4 separate regions of the Mus musculus genome follow, and all the other regions are linked to region 1. The links are chromatin contacts, called in public HiChIP or PLAC-seq and promoter capture Hi-C maps. All regions are on one chromosome and are shown on one strand. Each heading gives the region's core, a stretch centred on a gene start, on an enhancer-like site or on the middle of the called end of the contact. The rest is flanking DNA. Distances are from core to core; before and after follow the strand shown.

What was found. Promoter capture Hi-C pulls out the DNA fragments that hold promoters and counts their contacts. HiChIP or PLAC-seq counts read pairs in DNA pulled down with a chosen protein or histone mark.
Region 2: a contact with region 1 is called in an HNF4G HiChIP or PLAC-seq map of pancreatic cancer cells. The contact joins the promoter of Dock9 here to the promoter of Tmtc4 in region 1. A contact is called at or near these places in 1 of 115 datasets of contacts at active chromatin or transcription factors (pancreatic cancer cells) and 1 of 9 other capture datasets (liver).
Region 3: a contact with region 1 is called in a promoter capture Hi-C map of pre-B cells, with 3 times the contacts expected there. The contact joins the promoter of Gpr18 here to the promoter of Tmtc4 in region 1. A contact is called at or near these places in 2 of 39 promoter capture datasets (the C10 cell line and pre-B cells), 1 of 484 Hi-C or Micro-C datasets (large pre-B cells), 1 of 115 datasets of contacts at active chromatin or transcription factors (large pre-B cells) and 2 of 9 other capture datasets (adipose tissue and liver).
Region 4: a promoter capture Hi-C map of pre-B cells shows a contact between it and region 1, with 6 times the contacts expected there. The contact joins the promoter of Gpr183 here to the promoter of Tmtc4 in region 1. A contact is called at or near these places in 6 of 39 promoter capture datasets (3T3-L1-derived adipocytes, the HPC-7 cell line, hippocampal neurons and 3 more).

The regions. Positions count from the first base shown.
Region 1 is chr14:122,981,175-122,985,347 of GRCm38.p6, reverse strand. It overlaps Tmtc4 (transmembrane and tetratricopeptide repeat containing 4), which reads left to right and starts at 2,065. Exons shown (of 18, transcript NM_028651.3): 1 at 2,065-2,176.
Region 2 is chr14:121,696,725-121,700,897 of GRCm38.p6, reverse strand. Dock9 (dedicator of cytokinesis 9) reads left to right here and starts at 2,481. Exons shown (of 54, transcript NM_001081039.1): 1 at 2,481-2,704. The coding sequence starts at 2,585.
Region 3 is chr14:121,913,718-121,917,890 of GRCm38.p6, reverse strand. It overlaps Gpr18 (G protein-coupled receptor 18), which reads left to right and starts at 2,003. Exons shown (of 2, transcript NM_182806.2): 1 at 2,003-2,214. All of the region lies in intron 4 of Ubac2 (ubiquitin associated domain containing 2), which reads right to left. Gm46485 (a long non-coding RNA gene) reads right to left here and starts at 3,917. Exons shown (of 2, transcript XR_001781471.2): 1 at 874-3,917; 2 at 1-776.
Region 4 is chr14:121,963,152-121,967,324 of GRCm38.p6, reverse strand. Gpr183 (G protein-coupled receptor 183) reads left to right here and starts at 2,132. Exons shown (of 2, transcript NM_183031.2): 1 at 2,132-2,272. The region is part of intron 4 of Ubac2 (ubiquitin associated domain containing 2); the gene reads right to left.

The DNA.
Region 1 (4,173 bases), core at 816-3,315:
CATAGGCCAGGAGCCATCACAGGTAGGCCTGTGTGGGCCCAGTGACACACAGTGCCAGAAGTTCAATGGTCACTGAGGCCAGGGCCATACACAGTCTCAAGTCTTCTTGCTGATGGGAATCCACACTGAGGTTAGAGAAGCCTTGTCTCTGGAGCAGGACAGTTTGATCCTAGAGTAGAGACCACTCCCAATCTTTCAATTTATGTATTACTTCATTAGATGGTAGATTTGTGCTATCAGGGTTCACAGATTGTGACTAGTTGACCAGCATAGGAAGTGTCTACCTTGGGGAGTATTTCATTAGCTTAGTAAAACCTGTCCTGGACTTGACTTGTATTCAAGCTGCCAGGTGGCCAGCCTGGAGCTTGTAATTGTGGCCTGGCTCCTATCAGAGCTGCCTGGTGGCCAGTTTCTTTTTGCTTGTTTGTTTGCTTGCTTTTTTTGTTTGTTTGTTTTTGTTGTTGTTGGTTTTTAGAGATATTGATTTCTCTGTATAGCCCTGGCCGTCCTGGAACTCACTTTGTAAACCAGGCTGGCTTCGAACTCAGAAATCCGCCTGCCTCTTGGTGGGCAATTTCTATCTCACATACATTGCATTATTGCAAGTCGCACAAAATTGTTACTAAGTTACACAATTTCTTTAAACTTATATTCCTAACAATCAGTCAGTTGGTGGAGGAGGCATATAAAGGTAGAGGCACTTATAAATCAGGACCTTGACCATTCATTAGATGCCAGGACTAAAGCCGACTTTGGTTTGTGATACTCTGGCTGTCACAGACCACCAGAAGGAAGGCAGAGAAAGCATGACGGATGTCTTACTATTTGAGATGTGGTGGCATATACAAGGGGAGAAGCTAAGTGGGGAACTAGATAAATAGGTTTGAACTCCGAGAAAGCAAGGAAAAGAAGTGTAAATCTGAAATGTATTGATTGGAGTGTTGGCAGCAGATTAAATCATACAGGGAAATTTGTGGAGTAGGAGAAAAGGATGAGGCTTTTAAAACTCTTAGCGATCATTCAGGGCAGGCAAGCCAGTCAAATAGACTTGGGGGTGGGGTGGGGGAGGGGGACAGGAGAGAGAAAAGGCAATAGGCATAAAGAAGAGGGCATTTTAAGGAGGAGGAAATTGTGAGATGAGGTAGCATTGGGAAGCAAAATGTCCTCTGGCCTTAGTAAGGGCAGAAGACAGCAGAGGTGACTGGCAAATGCAGTTTCCCTGAATGAAAGCCAAATGAATGAAGTTGGAAACAGCTGTGGTTGGGGGTGGAGGTGGGGGTGGGGGAGGGGAGAAGCACTCTGCTTCAGCGATGAAGGGCAGCGAAAGGCAGGGTGACACATAGAGCAGAGGAAAGCTTGGAAGTCACTTGGTGCTGAGGATGCGGACTCCACTCCAAAGAGGGAGACAGATCAGAGACTGATGCTTTGAGGAGGGTCGGAGGTCATTGAGGTTTGAGGTCTGTAAGTCTGGTAGTGGAAAGTACAAAGGTTTTTTCTCTTGAAGGTGGCAGCACAAATAAGTACTAGGAGTGGAAACTGAGTGGGTGACCTTCCCATCAGGAGGGAGGTGTAGCACCTAGTGGTCGTGACTGTATGGCACTGCTCCAAAGGAGGCGCAGTCCTGAGGTTGCACGGCCTTAGGAGGAGGAAGTCACTTCCCGTTTCAAAGGGAGAAAGTGGGGACATTTCTTCAACAACTTCAGACAGAAAGAAGCGTGGAGTTGAGATTTTCTGCAGGGATTCCACAGCCCTCGGCGGAACGTGCGAGACAAGCCAGGAATAGGCTTAGAACGCACGGATCCGCAGGGAACAGCGGCCAGGCCCGGGAACCGCCGCTGCTGCTTCGCGTCCCAGCTGCGCTTTCTCTTCCCAGCAAAGCCTGTCTGCCCCTGCGCCTCCTTCGTGGCGAGCGCTCTGTTCCGACGTCACTCCGACACGGACCAATAAGCGGAAGAGGAGAGCGTGAGTGATGGAAAGGGCAACCGATGGTCCCGCGGCGGGAGGCGGGACTAGACGGGAGCGGGCAGCCGCGAGTGGGAAGCGGCGCGGCGGGGGGCGGGACGCGGCGGGGTGGGAGTGGGAGGGCAGCCCCTCCCCTGGCGGCGGCGGGCTGGGGAGCCGCCGGAGTTTAAGCACGCGGGAGGGGAGATGAGATCGCGGCTCGTGCTCCTTGCAGGTAAAGCGCGGGGCGGCCCGCTGAGGGCCGAGCGCAGCTGCAGGGCGCTCGGAGTTGGGCGCGGGCTCCCGGGCTCTCAGCTGAGCCGCCAGCCCTGCGCTGGGGCCCGGGGGCGGCGCCCGAGCTCTGCACCTCTACTAGAGTTAGCTCCGACACTCGAGCTGCCTCCCGCGGACGCCGCCCCGGGCGGTCTGCGCCTGGGTAGAAGCCGCACCCCGGACAAAGAGCGCGCGGTAAGGGTGCGCGCCCCGAGCTCAAGCTCCGGCACTGCCCTGCTACGGCCGAGGTCGCCGAGCCAGACCCTTGCCTGCTACTGTCTGACCCAGCCGTGCAACAGCTTTGTAACCCGGGAGTCCACCGGGTGCAGCGGCCACCTGGCCGCGGGGTCCCCGCGCCTGGTCGCCAGCTGGCCAAGGCACGGGCGACGGCTGGACACAGCCGGGTAGCTTGGCCGCCCGCCCAGGGTTACACGGAGAGCCACCCAGCAGAGCCAGGAGTGCCAGTTACTCTACGCTCAACTGTGGAGCAAAGCTGGTACCACTGGCCTGGGAGCCTGGAACGGCTGCCAGGAGTTGGGGGAGCCAAGCAGGTGGTGTAGCAACCGCCTCACCTCCTGCGAACTCCACGGGGAGTCTGGGTTGTTGATGTTGTGACTGTGGGCTGTTTGTGTTTTCTTTCTTTTTATAACTACACACAAAAGAAAGGAGGAGTTAGAGGACAGATATCTCCACTGAATCATCCACACTTTGCTCTCTCCCCGTGAACAGATGGATGGGGAGAATTATAGTAAGGATTGACTGGAACCATTTTTGCCCCTTGTACCTGCATCCCCCGAAAGCTGTGCACTATAGGTGGAACTGGGGCAAAGTGAGGTATGCTCGCCCACCTGGGTGGGAAAATGGTTACATGCTAGCAAAGTGGAAACTTTCTGAGGCAGAAATTCTGAATGTGAAACCTCAGATGGGCAGCCACTTCTTGAATTAGGAAGATGGGTCACAACAGGATTCACCTTACTCTGCTTTTGGCCCATCACTACAGAGGATGGCTGGCTCCTTTGCCTCTAGCACAATGTGTGCTAGCTCTCTCTGCATCGTGCCAGATACGGGTGGTCAGAAACTATCACATTATTTAATCTGATTTCTAGAGGCAAGGTTGCCCTCCATCCTGAAGGGCAACTGGCCCTGGATGCATTGCCCTTAATGTAAAGGACAAGAGGCTCTCCATGCCTGTGGAAGAGTCTCCAGTTAGGTGGCTGCAGCCGGTTCCCCGTTTTCCCGGGGTGAATCAATTAGGTTGGGTCACTCTGCCTCATTGCAGCCAGGGCTGCTGTGACCATTGTTATCGGAAGCTTACAGTTCACAGCTCAGTGCCATTTAGCCTCTGGGGAGATATTGTTTGAGGTCTTTTTGACCTTTTGATTATTGACAGATGAATATATTTTAACCCCCTATAAAACCGAGGCTTAATATTAAGAGTTTGAGTATTGGGGATGGAGACTACTGGTTTGTTCCACATTGAACCTCTCTAAGGAGCCAGTTCAGAGAGTTCAGGAGACACCAGAACACAAGCTTTGTTACTGTGACTGTCTCTTCAGACTACTAGTAATAGGTTCAGTGTAGATGGGTCATTGCTGGAACTGGAGCCACTGTGCACATCCTGTTTAGCACCTCCTTACAGTGAGCTACCATCCAGGCTGTGGCTGAGGAGCCATGGCTCCCAGTCAGGGTATAACCTGGAGAAGACCATTAAGACATGTTGCTTAGTCAGAAACAAAGTATTCTTTCCTATACCCTGACAGGGATATGAAGATCTCTGCCACCTTGTGGGGCATGGTTTCATCTACCCATGCACCAGGCCTTATTTGTAGAACAAGGGTCATTTCCTATTGGAGGAAGGAGAGTTGGAATCAGGGTTATTTGTGTGGTGTGAAATTTGTATAGGATGCAAAGTCTCCTTGCCTGGGAAGTCGTATGCTGTAGATCTGCCCAAAAGAAGGG
Region 2 (4,173 bases), core at 1,232-3,731, 1.3 Mb after region 1:
CTTCTATATATTTTATTTTATTTTTTTCTTTCTTGAGACAGGGTTTCTCTCTGAAGTCCTGGCTGTCCTGGAACTTACTATGTAGAGTAGACAGGCCTCAAACTCGGAGTTCCGAAGCCTGCCTCTGTGTCCTGAGTGAAGAGAGTAAATGAGTGGTCACCACCATAACCTACCCAGTTTCTAAATCTTGGATAGTTTATTCTTTCTTTTCTTTAGTCTTTCGGGGAAGGGGTCATGGTGGGTGGGCCTTGAACTTCATATGTGTTTTAACGATAGAAAGATCTTGAAGTTCTGACCCTTCAGTCTCTACCTCCAGAATGCTATGATTACAGGCATGGATCCCAATTTCTGATTTATGTGATGCTAAGGATTGAACGCAGGGCTTTGTGCATGCCAGGCAAACACTACCAACAGAGCTATGTACCCAACTCTTTAAAAGTGTATTTATTATAAAAGCTAGGTTTTGATTTTTTTTTCTTGATACAGGAGCTTACTTTTAGTTCTAGGCAGGCCTTGAACTGGTGGCAATCCTCCTGCCTTAGTTATCCCCGAGTTTTGGAATTATAGGTGTGAACAGCCACACCCAGCAAGTTAACTATTTTTTAAATGGACTCAGTAATTTATTTACTACACAGTGGTGATCATAGTCAGAAGGATTTCTGGTGTTTAAATGACAGTGGCAGGTGCTGAAGGGAAAGAGGGAGGGCAGTTAGGCACTGTGTGGCCTCTCAGTTTCCACTTGAGTCCTACTGAGCTCTGGCAGTCTCCATCATCCTGGTGCCTGCAGAGTGATGGTGGGGCTGGGTGGGTTTGGACTGCATTTCTTCTGCTGGCTTCTGGTCCTAGACTATTTTGTACATTGAGACTGTGGATGCTATTTACTGACTATTATAATATTTGTATCTGTTACTAGACAGGTCTTGATTTCAAAGAAGTGAACAGGCACTAAATGGGAGGGGTTCCACCCGAAGGGCATCTTTACATTTAACCCACCTGTAGTACATGCTTTCTGTGCATCTTTGTAGCAAACCCCTTCGTGCATCTTTGTAGCAAACCCCTTCGTGCATCCTTGTAGCGAACCTCTCCGATGCTTGTGTTTTGATTTTTGCTAGTTGATCTCTTAAAAAGTTACTCCTTCAGGGAATATGAGGAAACAAAAAAGATAGCAGACTTCTTTTTTTTTTTTTTTCCATTTTTTATTAGGTATTTAACTCATTTACATTTCCAATGCTATACCAAAAGTCCCCCATATCCACCCACCCCCACTCCCCTGCCCACCCACTCCCCCTTTTTGGCCCTGGTGTTCCCCTGTACTGGGGCATATAAAGTTTGCAAGTCCAATGGGCCTCTCTTTCCAGTGATGGCCGACTAGGCCATCTTTTGATATATATGCAGCTAGAGTCAAGAGCTCCGGGGTACTGGTTAGTTCATAATGTTGTTCCACCTATAGGGTTGCAGATCCCTTTAGCTCCTTGGCTACTTTCTCTAGCTCCTCCATTGGGGGCCGTGTGACCCATCCAATAGCTGACTGTGAGCATCCACTTCTGTGTTTGCTAGGCCCCGGCCTAGTCTCACAAGAGACAGCTACATCTGGGTCCTTTCAATAAAATCTTGCTAGTGTATGCAATGGTGTCAGCGTTTGGATGCTGATTATGGGGTGGATCCCTGGATATGGCAGTCTCTACATGGTCCATCCTTTCATCTCAGCTCCAAACTTTGGCTCTGTAACTCCTGATAGCAGACTTCTGCAAGAACATCTGTGTATCTCTCTTCTTCAGGATATCTTTGGACTTCCCATCTTTTTCCTATTCTTGAGGGAAGAGACTTTCTGCTTTACGTTTCCACTCTGACCTTCTCCATCCTTTAACACTGGGCACACTACATCCTGGCACACACACGTTGTTGTGTGCAAAGAAAATGTCCATGGTAAATGCTTTGGCTGCATTATTAATTTATTCAGCATTACGGTATCATCTCCCTGGCATAAAACAGATACATGAGTTTGTCTGCTGCTGTCTGTCCTGCAAGGAGAAATGATTTCTTGAACTGTACCTCCTGGGAACACCCTTGCTTGCTCGTTTGGTCCTGCTTTGATCAGGAGCCAAGTTCTTGGTGCTTAGCCATAACACAAATGAAAGCGTTTTGAAACTGCAACTTTTAGACCAGCCAGGCGACCTAGCTGGGGGCTTCAGATCGGAAGTCCTTATGAGGGAGCCTCGCTGGGATCGGCAGGCTTCCTTCTCAATGCTGCACTATTTGGATTCACATTGATTTGGCCCACGCTGTGTGGAACAGACACAATGAGGCTGGTCTTTCATTGCAGAGGCAGTACACTGTGTATTGTTCTGTTTGGGGGTTGTTTTTCTTTGGCCAGCGAGCAGGAGCCTCCCATTCTCCTAGCTGTAGTAACACCCCTAGAGGCTGGCCTTCTCGGTCATGCCTTCCCCACCCCTCAGGCTCTGCACTTCCAGTGCCTGGGAAACAGGCTTCAGGCTTCCTTTCCTTTCTCTGGCCAGCGGTGCGGCTGGTGGGGGACTCTCAGCTGTCCCTGCTGCAGGCTTTCTGACAGTGGTCTGTGTGGAGAATGCAGGCTGAGAAGTACAGGACGAGCGGTAGAAGTGACAAGAAGGAGTTGGTCATCGAGTCCCCCCTGCAGTACAAGGATGCAGCTCAGGCAGACGTGGAGGCAGAGAGCTCCACATTGGTAAGAGTCCCGTCCTGTCGCCCTGTCCCGGGACCGTGACTGCTTCTGAATGAGTCAGTGACCCACCGCATCCCGCTGCTCTTTCTGACTTTCCGACTTGCTCCTTTCTGACTTGCTCCGCCTGTCTCTAGGAAACCCTTATCTCTACCTTTCCTTATAGACTGGCCTGAAGTCTACTTCCATCCTTCCTCAGGAAAGAAATGTTGACGTTTGTGGGTGAACAGGTTTCTGGGAGGAGCTTTGCATAAAACAATTTAGTATTGTTCAAAAATTTTGTCACACCTAGCCACAACGATTTTTTTTTTTCAGAAGTCAACTGGGCGGGGGTTTTAACAGCACCCTGGGAGTTGGAAAGGAAGTATTTTGCAGACTTAAACCCTTCTGTGCATTGTCTATTTATGTCAGTGAGAAAACAAGGCAGGTAGGTGCTGAGGAGTGCACGCCGGTCTCTTCCCCTTGTTTATTTTTATCAGGGGCGTTTGTGTTGAACAGAGTCAGAAAGAATCTCAGCTGACAGCAAAGTTGATGTTTTAGCATTAGCCAAACCCATAGTAGTTTGAACAAACTCAAGTGCCTTCTTAGACTCTGGAAGGGAAGACCATGTAAAGTAATTGTGTTGTTAACCGTCAATGAGTAGGCTGTGCTTCCCGTTTGGAATTTCTTTAGTACAATAAAGGCACATAATTTTTTAAAGCAAGCTGCAGAAACCACCAGCGTGCTCTGCCGAGGGGACAATTGAGCCTTTCACACGGGCTGTTAAAGGGATTGTCAAGCTAGTGCCTAGTACCTCTGTGTAGCTTTCCCCACCCCAAACATGGAAGTTCAGTTGTGGCTGCTCTAGTGCTCTAGTGTTTGGTTTCCAGTTTACTGCACTGGCAATTAACAGCTGTGAGGGTGGGAGCTTAAACTCTCCAAGAGCATATTTCACCCTGACCGAATCGCTTTCCTTTGTGATGAGGGGGGTTAACTTACTTGTATTGCGCCGCCTTCAAAACTGTACTGCTTGTTCTTGACTGAAAGTCAGTCAAATAAGTTGGCTCCCCCTCCCACCCCACCCCGCCACACGCACACAGTTCATTTTTAACATACAGATTTACTGCCTCCGCCCCTTTTCTGGAATATAAAGTTTACAGTTGTTTGCTCCCTATCTTCAAGCCTGATAGATAGCTCATTGTATCATCGTGGCTTGAGTCACCTGCATGCCTCCTAGGGTGAAATCCTAGAGTGGAAGATGAAGGATGTTGTGTGGTTTGGGTTTCCTGGGTGGATATCCTGAAATGTGTTTGTTCTCTCGTGGTTCTCTGGATGGGCAGAAATCGTTACCGGAAGAACTAAGTAGCTTGTAGTGATGTTCTGATTTTTTTCTTTCAAATAATGTAGAAGTGACTTCTCTTAAAAAAACATGACTGCTCTTTCTAGTGTTCTCATGTTTTCTGCGTATGCTGTAGTTCCTTGTTTAGCTCAGTCCA
Region 3 (4,173 bases), core at 754-3,253, 1.1 Mb after region 1:
CACCTACAGTCTTCAATGCTCAAACTAAACCTCAAAGTGAGACCAAAACATTTCATAAAGTACAGGAAACCCTGACGTCTCTGGAGTATGAGAAAACCCTCTTTGGTAAGAATTCTCTCACATTCCAAAGTACGTGAGAAGACCAAAACTGCAGGCATGGTCACAAAGTCCCTGGTAAGAGTAACAGATTCCTGAAGGCAAGGTGAGGCGTGCAGGAGGGCCACTCCTCCGCCTCCTGCACAGACCTCTCACCACATCTCAGGCAGCTCAGTGTCCTTGCAGTTGGTTCTGGGCTCAGACGACCATCCACCCCACCCCCCTCTTCACATGTTCACTTTCTTAGCTATCGAACAATGTTAAATGCTCCTTAGCTACAACTCATGTCAGCACCCCCAAGCACATGGTGTAGTGGTGGAGCATCAAAGACAGCAAGGTGTGTGCCGGCCACCCAAGCATAAGGCACAGAGCTGGGGCAAGGAACCGTCCAGGCCAGCCCAGCTCTGAGGGAAAATGGCAGCTGTGAGGTGGTTAGAGGGAGGGTCTACAGGTGGGTTCTGCCAAGCTTTTGGGAGGTTCCAAATCTGCCCTGGGCACCTTGCACTAAGAAATGCAAGTTCTCAACTAAGAATGCTACATACGGGGAAGACTCAAGTCTTAATGAGAAGACACCCCAGGCTCCTCATCTGTTGACTGTAGCAGCACAATCAGTACTTCCTGTCAGAAACCTTCTCACAGAACACACTGGGTCCCAGTCAAGAGGTATCCATGTGGCTGACCTGTGTAGCATATGAAAAAACATAACTTCATATAAAACAATTATGATGTAACTTGGCAATGCCAAAGCATGTCTAGAGAAGGTTTCAAGGCAATCACCTCTCACCCACACAGGAACTGCTGCAGTGGTCTCCAGTGGCTCTATAGCACATTATTCTGGAAGGCTCCCACGGCACCCAGTGGTTTGTTAGCACAGCTAACGTCAGTACCTTTTGTAGAATGAAAGTTTAGCACTTCTGGGAAAAGAAGCAAGGTTCTCAAACTACCTCAAGTTCACGCTGTGGCAGCTGTGGTGGCTGACAGCTGGAGTCCAGCTCTCAGGAGGCAGAGACAGGAAGACCAGGGTAAGTTCAAAGCCAACCTGGTCAACACAGCTCCAAAGCAGCCAGTAAGGCCCCGTCTCAAAACAGGACAGACAAGATGACAGGAGCCAGTTTAAATCGCTCACACTATAGACACAGAAGCAGCTAAGCTTAGGCACCATTTAAAGGCTGGCAAATAATGTGTAGCCAATGTAGAGATACTTAGAACTGGACAAGGGCTGGGCTACTTTAAAGAGAAAGTTAAACTCAGAGTAGCTAGACAGCGATGCTCTGGGCTGCCCAATCCTCCCTTCTGTGGGTTTCACTTCCCTTCTCAGCTGAGAACACTGCTACATATAAATTCTTCCAGCTACATGTAAATTCCCCAGTCCTTCCCATGGTTTACATGGATGTTCATGCAAGAAAAAAATTACTGCAAGTCTTCCCTGAGATAGAAAATGGACAAAGTGTAGGAAGTACCTACAGGATCCAGGAACAGATCTGCAGGGCAGGGCAGGGCAGAGCAGAGCAGAGCAGGGCCATGGAGAAGATGACAGGTGACCGAGGTGGCAGGGTGGCAGTTGCTCTCTTTCAGGCAGGACTTTTCTGGAGAGGAGTTCTCAATCCTATCACATGAGTGCTATGCATTTCAACTGGATAGGAACTACACAGGAACAACAAAAGGCTAGACAAAGTCGAGGAGCTTAGAAAGCAGCTAGGCTTTGAACCTTGCTTTGCCCAGTGTCAAATCTCCTGCCTGTAAGTGACACAAACTTCAAACATCAAAACAAGCAGTTAATTCAAGAATATCTGCCTTTCTTCAAGATATGCCATTGTTTCAAGAGCAGCCCGAGATGAGCAGGACTTCATAAACAAATCACTTGTGAAAGAGAAAACCACATCCAGGGTAAAGTCCCACGCTGAGTGTCTCATTTCAGAGCGTTTCCTGAAAACGGCAGAGCAGTGCTCAGAGCTCAGCAGACCAACCCCACTATCGGTACTACATCTCAACAACCCTCCAACAAGACACAGCACAGAGACACCACCTACCTAACACAGGCGACTCTGAGCACTCTCTCTCTGGGACTGGGCAGAGCGGCAAACGGTCACCTCTCAGACAGCCTTTGACAGACAGGAGGTAAGCTGCATTCAATTAATTTCATGGCAAACCATTATCAGAAGTAATGTTGTGTTTACTAAACTCAAAACTTCTGTTCCATCAGATGAAGACCTTGAAACAACTGGTTATTCTTTTCCCAGGATTCAGCGCTCATTTTCAATATTTTTTATTAATAGTTAAGTGTAGAGTTTTAAATGTTTTTATTTTATTTTTGAGATTCCAATATAATTACATCATTTCTTCCCTCTCCTCCCTCCAAACCCTCCCACGTGACCCTCCTTAACCGCTTACAAATTCATGGCCTCCTTCTCTTAATTGTTGTTACACACACACACACACACACACACACACACACCTAAATACATATAACCTGCTTTTCTGTGTAGTGTTACTCACACGTGTTTTCAGAGCTGACCGTTTAGTACTGGATAACCAGTTGGTGGGCTCTTCCTGAGGGAGGCCTATTGCTCCCACTTTTAGCACAGAAGCTGCTAGTAGTTCTTGGTGTAGGACTGAGGCCTCGCTCTCATTCCCCTGTCATTTAACACATTATGTTGATGACATAGTACATCATAACATAATTCAATGTCTTTGTCATATAGTTTCAATTACTGTTTCATGAAATTACTTGGCTTCAATTTAAAAAAAAATAAAAACAAAAAACACAAAACCTACAGATAGTCATGGTACTTAAGTTTTCAAAAGTTAACCTGAAAGACAATCGGTTTTCAACACTCGCTCAAAATCGTGCAGAACATAGTCCGGATGGTAATACAGAGACACAAGCATCGAGCATCGCACTGAGCACAGTGAAAACTGGGGCAGGTGGACTACAGAAAAGCAGCCAGGGAAGGACAGCCTGTAGATACAGGTGTTTTCATGACAACACCAGGGAGAATGGTGATAGAGGAAAGACCAGGACTTCATTATACCTCAGAGGCTTCTTTAAAGACCACAGTGTTTAAGCCTCTAAGTCTCCTTTGCTTAATACTAAAGATTTAACCTTACTATGCAGTAATTTTCTTATTTGCGTAGAAACTAGTATTCTAGTTATATACATTTTGGGGGTGCTATGTAGAGCAAACTAGTTTCAAACAGAGATTCCCCCTCCCTCTGCCTCAGAAGTGCTAGAGTTAAAAGCATGTTGCTACCATTCTCAGCCTTATTTGGAAATTTTAATACAGGTTTTTAGATATATAGGATTTTATTCCAAAATCACATTTAAGCCAATTATGTGGCAAACAACAATGGGACCAAAGGAGAAAGCACACAGTACCTGGTCCTGTCTACCCAACTGTTCAAACTAACTCTCATCAGCCAGCCACAGGCTGTTAATCCTCCCTATTGTTTCACTAAAGAAAGATTCAGAGCTGAATTAAACATCAGCACGCTGCAAAGTGACTTTCTTAAGGAAAATTCCTTATCCACCCTCCTATTTCAGAGAGATGCCCCCCAGGCTGCACTCTACATATGAAGTATCTTTACAGCCTCTACTGGCTAATGCACCCTGGGGAAGGGAATGTCACACTGAGAGCACCATATTTATAAGCACTATTAGAATTCTTTGCTTTAGCTGGGCGGTGGTGGCGCACGCCTTTAATCCCAGCATGCCTTTAATCCCAGCACGCCTTTAATCCCAGCACTCGGGAGGCAGGAGGATTTCTGAGCTCGAGGCCAGCCTGGTCTACAAAGTGAGTTCCAGAACAGCCAGGGCTACATAGAGAAACCCTGTCTCGAAAAACCAAAAAAAAAAAAAAAAAAAAAAAAAAAAAAATCCTTTGCTTTTTAAATATGCAGTTTTTGATGGTGGGATTATTAGTTTCTGTACACAATTAGAGCCTCTCAGACCTACTTCTCTTTGACAGAATTTATGTTCATCTAGGCAGGCCAGTAGTACGAAAGTGGTTAACTCAAAGAAACTTCTCTTCAAATCGCTCCTTCTCAACTCAATGTCGCATTGATGTAACTGCACTTAAA
Region 4 (4,173 bases), core at 883-3,382, 1.0 Mb after region 1:
TTATCTTAAGCAAAGAGCTAGAAGCACACAAGAAAATCAGTCAGTAGATAACTTATTCCTTTAATATCCTTACTAGTTACAGAGTACCTACTATACACTCAAGACCGACCATACTTCAGAGAGCAAACAAAGAAAACACTTCACACAGATGTCTGCCTCACTTCTAGGACACTGGGTTCACTGGTATAGTATGACCACTGCTAAACAACTGTCAACAACAAAACAGGCCTAGCGTTTCCTCTCCCATGCAGCTACAGCAGCATCTGCAGGCTTCTTCATACACTTCTTAGATTATTTCTCATACAAAAGAAAGGGTGAAAGGGTGGACCCACCAGGCCTTTAGTCCTGGTATGCAGGAGGGAGAGGCAGGCGGATCTCTATGAATCCTGGGCCAGCCATCTAAAAAAAAAAAAAAAAAAAAAAAGATGATGGATCCTACTTGCCATAAAACTTGCTTTAAGTAGCTGGGTCTTCCAAAAAGTATCCCACTAGGATGGTCTTGTAACAAACTGGAAATTCCTAGTATGTGCCAATTCCATCTTGCTTATATGCAGTGCTAGGAATATAAGCCAGGGCCTGGCACATGCTAATGCTCTCTGCACTCGGCCACATCCTGAGCCCTCAATGGTGGGTGTATAAGGTGAACTGGTTCTAGGTTATGCCAAGTTTACCTATCAAGTCACAAAGTCTTCGAATCCACATCATAAGGCTGACTTACCTTGGCTCTCACTTGCCTTTATTTTATACATAACCAAGTGGGTGCCCAAGAATCCCACTGACTTGGTGCTTGCTCTTTGGTTTTCCTCTGCAGACCTTCAACAGCACAACTGAAAGGCAATTCTACAGAAGCCTAGGCCAAGAGGACACCCACCTCTGGTAGGCTGCAAGATAGTCACTTGTCACCAAGCCTTTAATCCCTAGAATCCAGGTGGCAGAAGAGGAGAATCTGTCCCTAAAAGTTGTTCTCTGATCTATGTATGCCCTGGCACACATGCTATAAACATATATAGCACATGTGTAAGCACACTAACACATACATGCAAAATAAATAAAATGTGATTTTGAAAAACTTCTAAGGCCTCTGGGGGCATAAAGCTACAGATTCCTATCAAAATGACTCAATTCTCTCTATAGCATCCCTCAAAATCAACCAGTTTACCAAAGCATTCTTGTTTTGTTTTGTTTTTTTTCTTTTAAAGCACATTCCATTTTAAACAAGGGAGAGCTGTCTGCAGGTTTGGCTTGAAAATCTGCTGCAGCCCCCATCCCCTGACCCATCTTCTATTTCCCTGAATAAGGATGGGTGACAGAAGCAGTGTACAGCCCCACTCTGCAGGAAGGTGGGGCTGTAGTCCTGGGAGGCTTAAGCCTCTCTGCTCATGGAATCCCTGTCCCCCAACACCCAGGCGCAGCACAAGTGAGGCCTGTCTTCCAAAAGCAGCACGCACGTATGGCAGGCTAGATCACAGGTGGGCATGGGTGACTGCCACCTCTCTGGCTTGCTCAGAGCACTCTACGCAGTACCTGCTGGGTTCAAGGAGTGAGCTCAAGGCATCATGGGACTAGAACAGGTCTCTCTGGTACTATGTACCTGAGGCTGAACTCTTCAATAACGTGTCTGCCAACTGTCCTAGATCTTTCTGTGCCCACTGCCACTGAGTCAGTCAGTTGTTCTCGACACTGAAAATGTAACTAACTTACACACAAGGAAGGCCTTTCTCCCTCACCACAGACACCCATCTTTGACACAGCTGTTCAGGTTCAGACTCTACACTACACTCCTGATACCACCACGCCTCCAGGCAGACAGCACTATTACACTTGACATTTTTCCTTAACCTAAACTTTATGTAAAATATCAACATAAGGTCACCAGTAACTATACCTATCTCTCTCCCTCCTCCCTCTTTCTGTTTAAAGCTTATTGCTTAAAAAAAAAAAAAAAAACTTTTAAGACTTAAATCCTTATTGAAAAAAATTTAAAAGTTCCATAGATATGAGCATTTCACAAAGTCCAAGGGGCTTTTGAACAGTTTTTAAAAATCAGTATCAGAAAAAAAATCTCACTTCCCATCCCATTTGAAAAAAAAGCACGTAGCATATGTGAGGTTAACTGATCACGGCTATGCTCAGTCACAGGATGACAGGAAAAAGGCACCACCATAAAAGGACGCCTGCTCGATCACTCTTAAAGCAACATGCCCAGCTTAGCTAACTCCATTCTGAGCAAACACGGACTGCCACAACGGAGGTCCTAGCCACCTTCTGATATGTAAGTACCTGACATGATTCTCTTTAAGTTAAGGAATACTTTAAAAACCTAAGTTTCAAAGTAAAATAATGTACTAGATACCAGCTGTAATAACTGTCTGTTTAGATTTCCTTGGGGTCACTGGCAGCTCAATGTAGCTCCCGAGATGGAAGCAATGAATGAAACATTTTATGAATTTCAAAATTCAATTATTTCAGGATTCTTTACTATAAAGAGAAAGGAACAATGGTGCTGAGGCAGAGCATTCCTAAATTTGGATGTAGTTTATATACAATATAACCATTTAACCTAATTTTTAAAAATTCATTGCATTTGACTACCTGGCGTGCATTTATGTACAGGAAAGTAGTTTTGATGATAGACTATCAGCAGCAGACTTCCCGGGGTAAGGGGCTTATTTTCTAAAGCATCAGATATAGAATGGTATTTTCTAGTTTGCAAAAATATTTTATCAATTTATCCTCCCACCAGCAAAGATGTTTGATCAGCCTGGGCTCTCCTGCCTCAGAAGCAAAACCATTCTAAAGACCAACTATTTTAAGTGAAAAATAAAATTTGTTATTTGGTTTCTATTATTAGGTGACCAGTAATGCTAAATGAGCTTCCACATTTATATTCTAAAAATTTTGGAAAAAAAAAAAACCTGTAAAACAAAGATTATATGTGGAGATTTAAAAACTCAATTTCCAGGGTAAGAGCAGAAGTTAAGAGAAATGCCTAACAAAATATAAGCCATAAAGGGACTTCCTTTAAAGAAGGCTGGGGGTCGTAGATGTGGTGGCACTCTCTGTAAGGGTGTCACCCGGAGTGTAGGAGAGTATAATGTTAAGGGAGGGCTTGGACTCAGTCCTAAAACCCAGGCTCCATCATTTAGAACTGCTCAGCCCCATACAAGTTGCTGAAGGTTTCTGGCTGTGGTCGTTTCATTCAGAAAGTGGGGAGAAGTGTTTCTGCCAAGTCCTTCTCTGACTCTCTGAGTAGGTGCCGGCACACTGCATGCCATTCCCACCCTGCCCATCAGCCCACAGAAAGATAAATGTACAAATTATTTTCTTGAGCTTGCCTGAAGATGTCTGCTTTCTGTTACAGTGTATGTAAAGACTTGAGGTGTGCTTTCTAGTATCTCAGAGTGTTTGTCTCTGGGGCTTAATGGTGCTTTGTGAACCTAGAACTGCTAGGGCACACGGTTCCACAAAGCAGCCTTGCTTGCAGGCTTGTACGATACGTGGGTGGCTGTGGTAATAAGTCCTTTTATAAGCTTTTGGCGGGCTTCCTAGAGTTAATTAGTGTTGTTATCAGTCACCTAGCAGAGTAAACTCTGTGACAACTGAGCTCCCTCCAGGACTTCCAAGCATGCATGGCAGACTTTTACTAGAGAACTACTGTAGGTCAGCCTACAGCACTTCTGTGATGTGAAATGTTCATGCAAAGTTCCTAATCCTGACCTGTAGTCACCAAGAAATGAAAGCATTTAAAGGGATACCCTTCTCTTTGTCATAGTAAGAGCTAAGGTTTTGGAGGTGGGCAATGTCCTTCTGTCTGTCCTGGGCTGCTTGTGCTGTCTTCGCCATGGTTACAAGACTAGATCACACATGCAGAACCTTCTGCATGCTGCGGAGGTACAGAGACTCACTCGGTGTTCTGGTAGTCCAGCAAGGGTACAAAGCATATTGTCGGATATCCTAAAAACAGCACAAGGTAAACCAGCAGCATAAAGCTTTGCTGGGCTTCGAATTCTTTTCAGTTGAAATAGCAGTCAAAATATTTTGTTGCTGAAATACTGTTAAAAATAGCAAACTCAGCCAGGCAGTGGTGGCTCATGCCTTTAATCCCAGTATCTGGGAGGCAGAGGCAGGCGGATTTCTGAGTCCGAGGCCAGCCTGGTCTACAGAGTGAGTTCC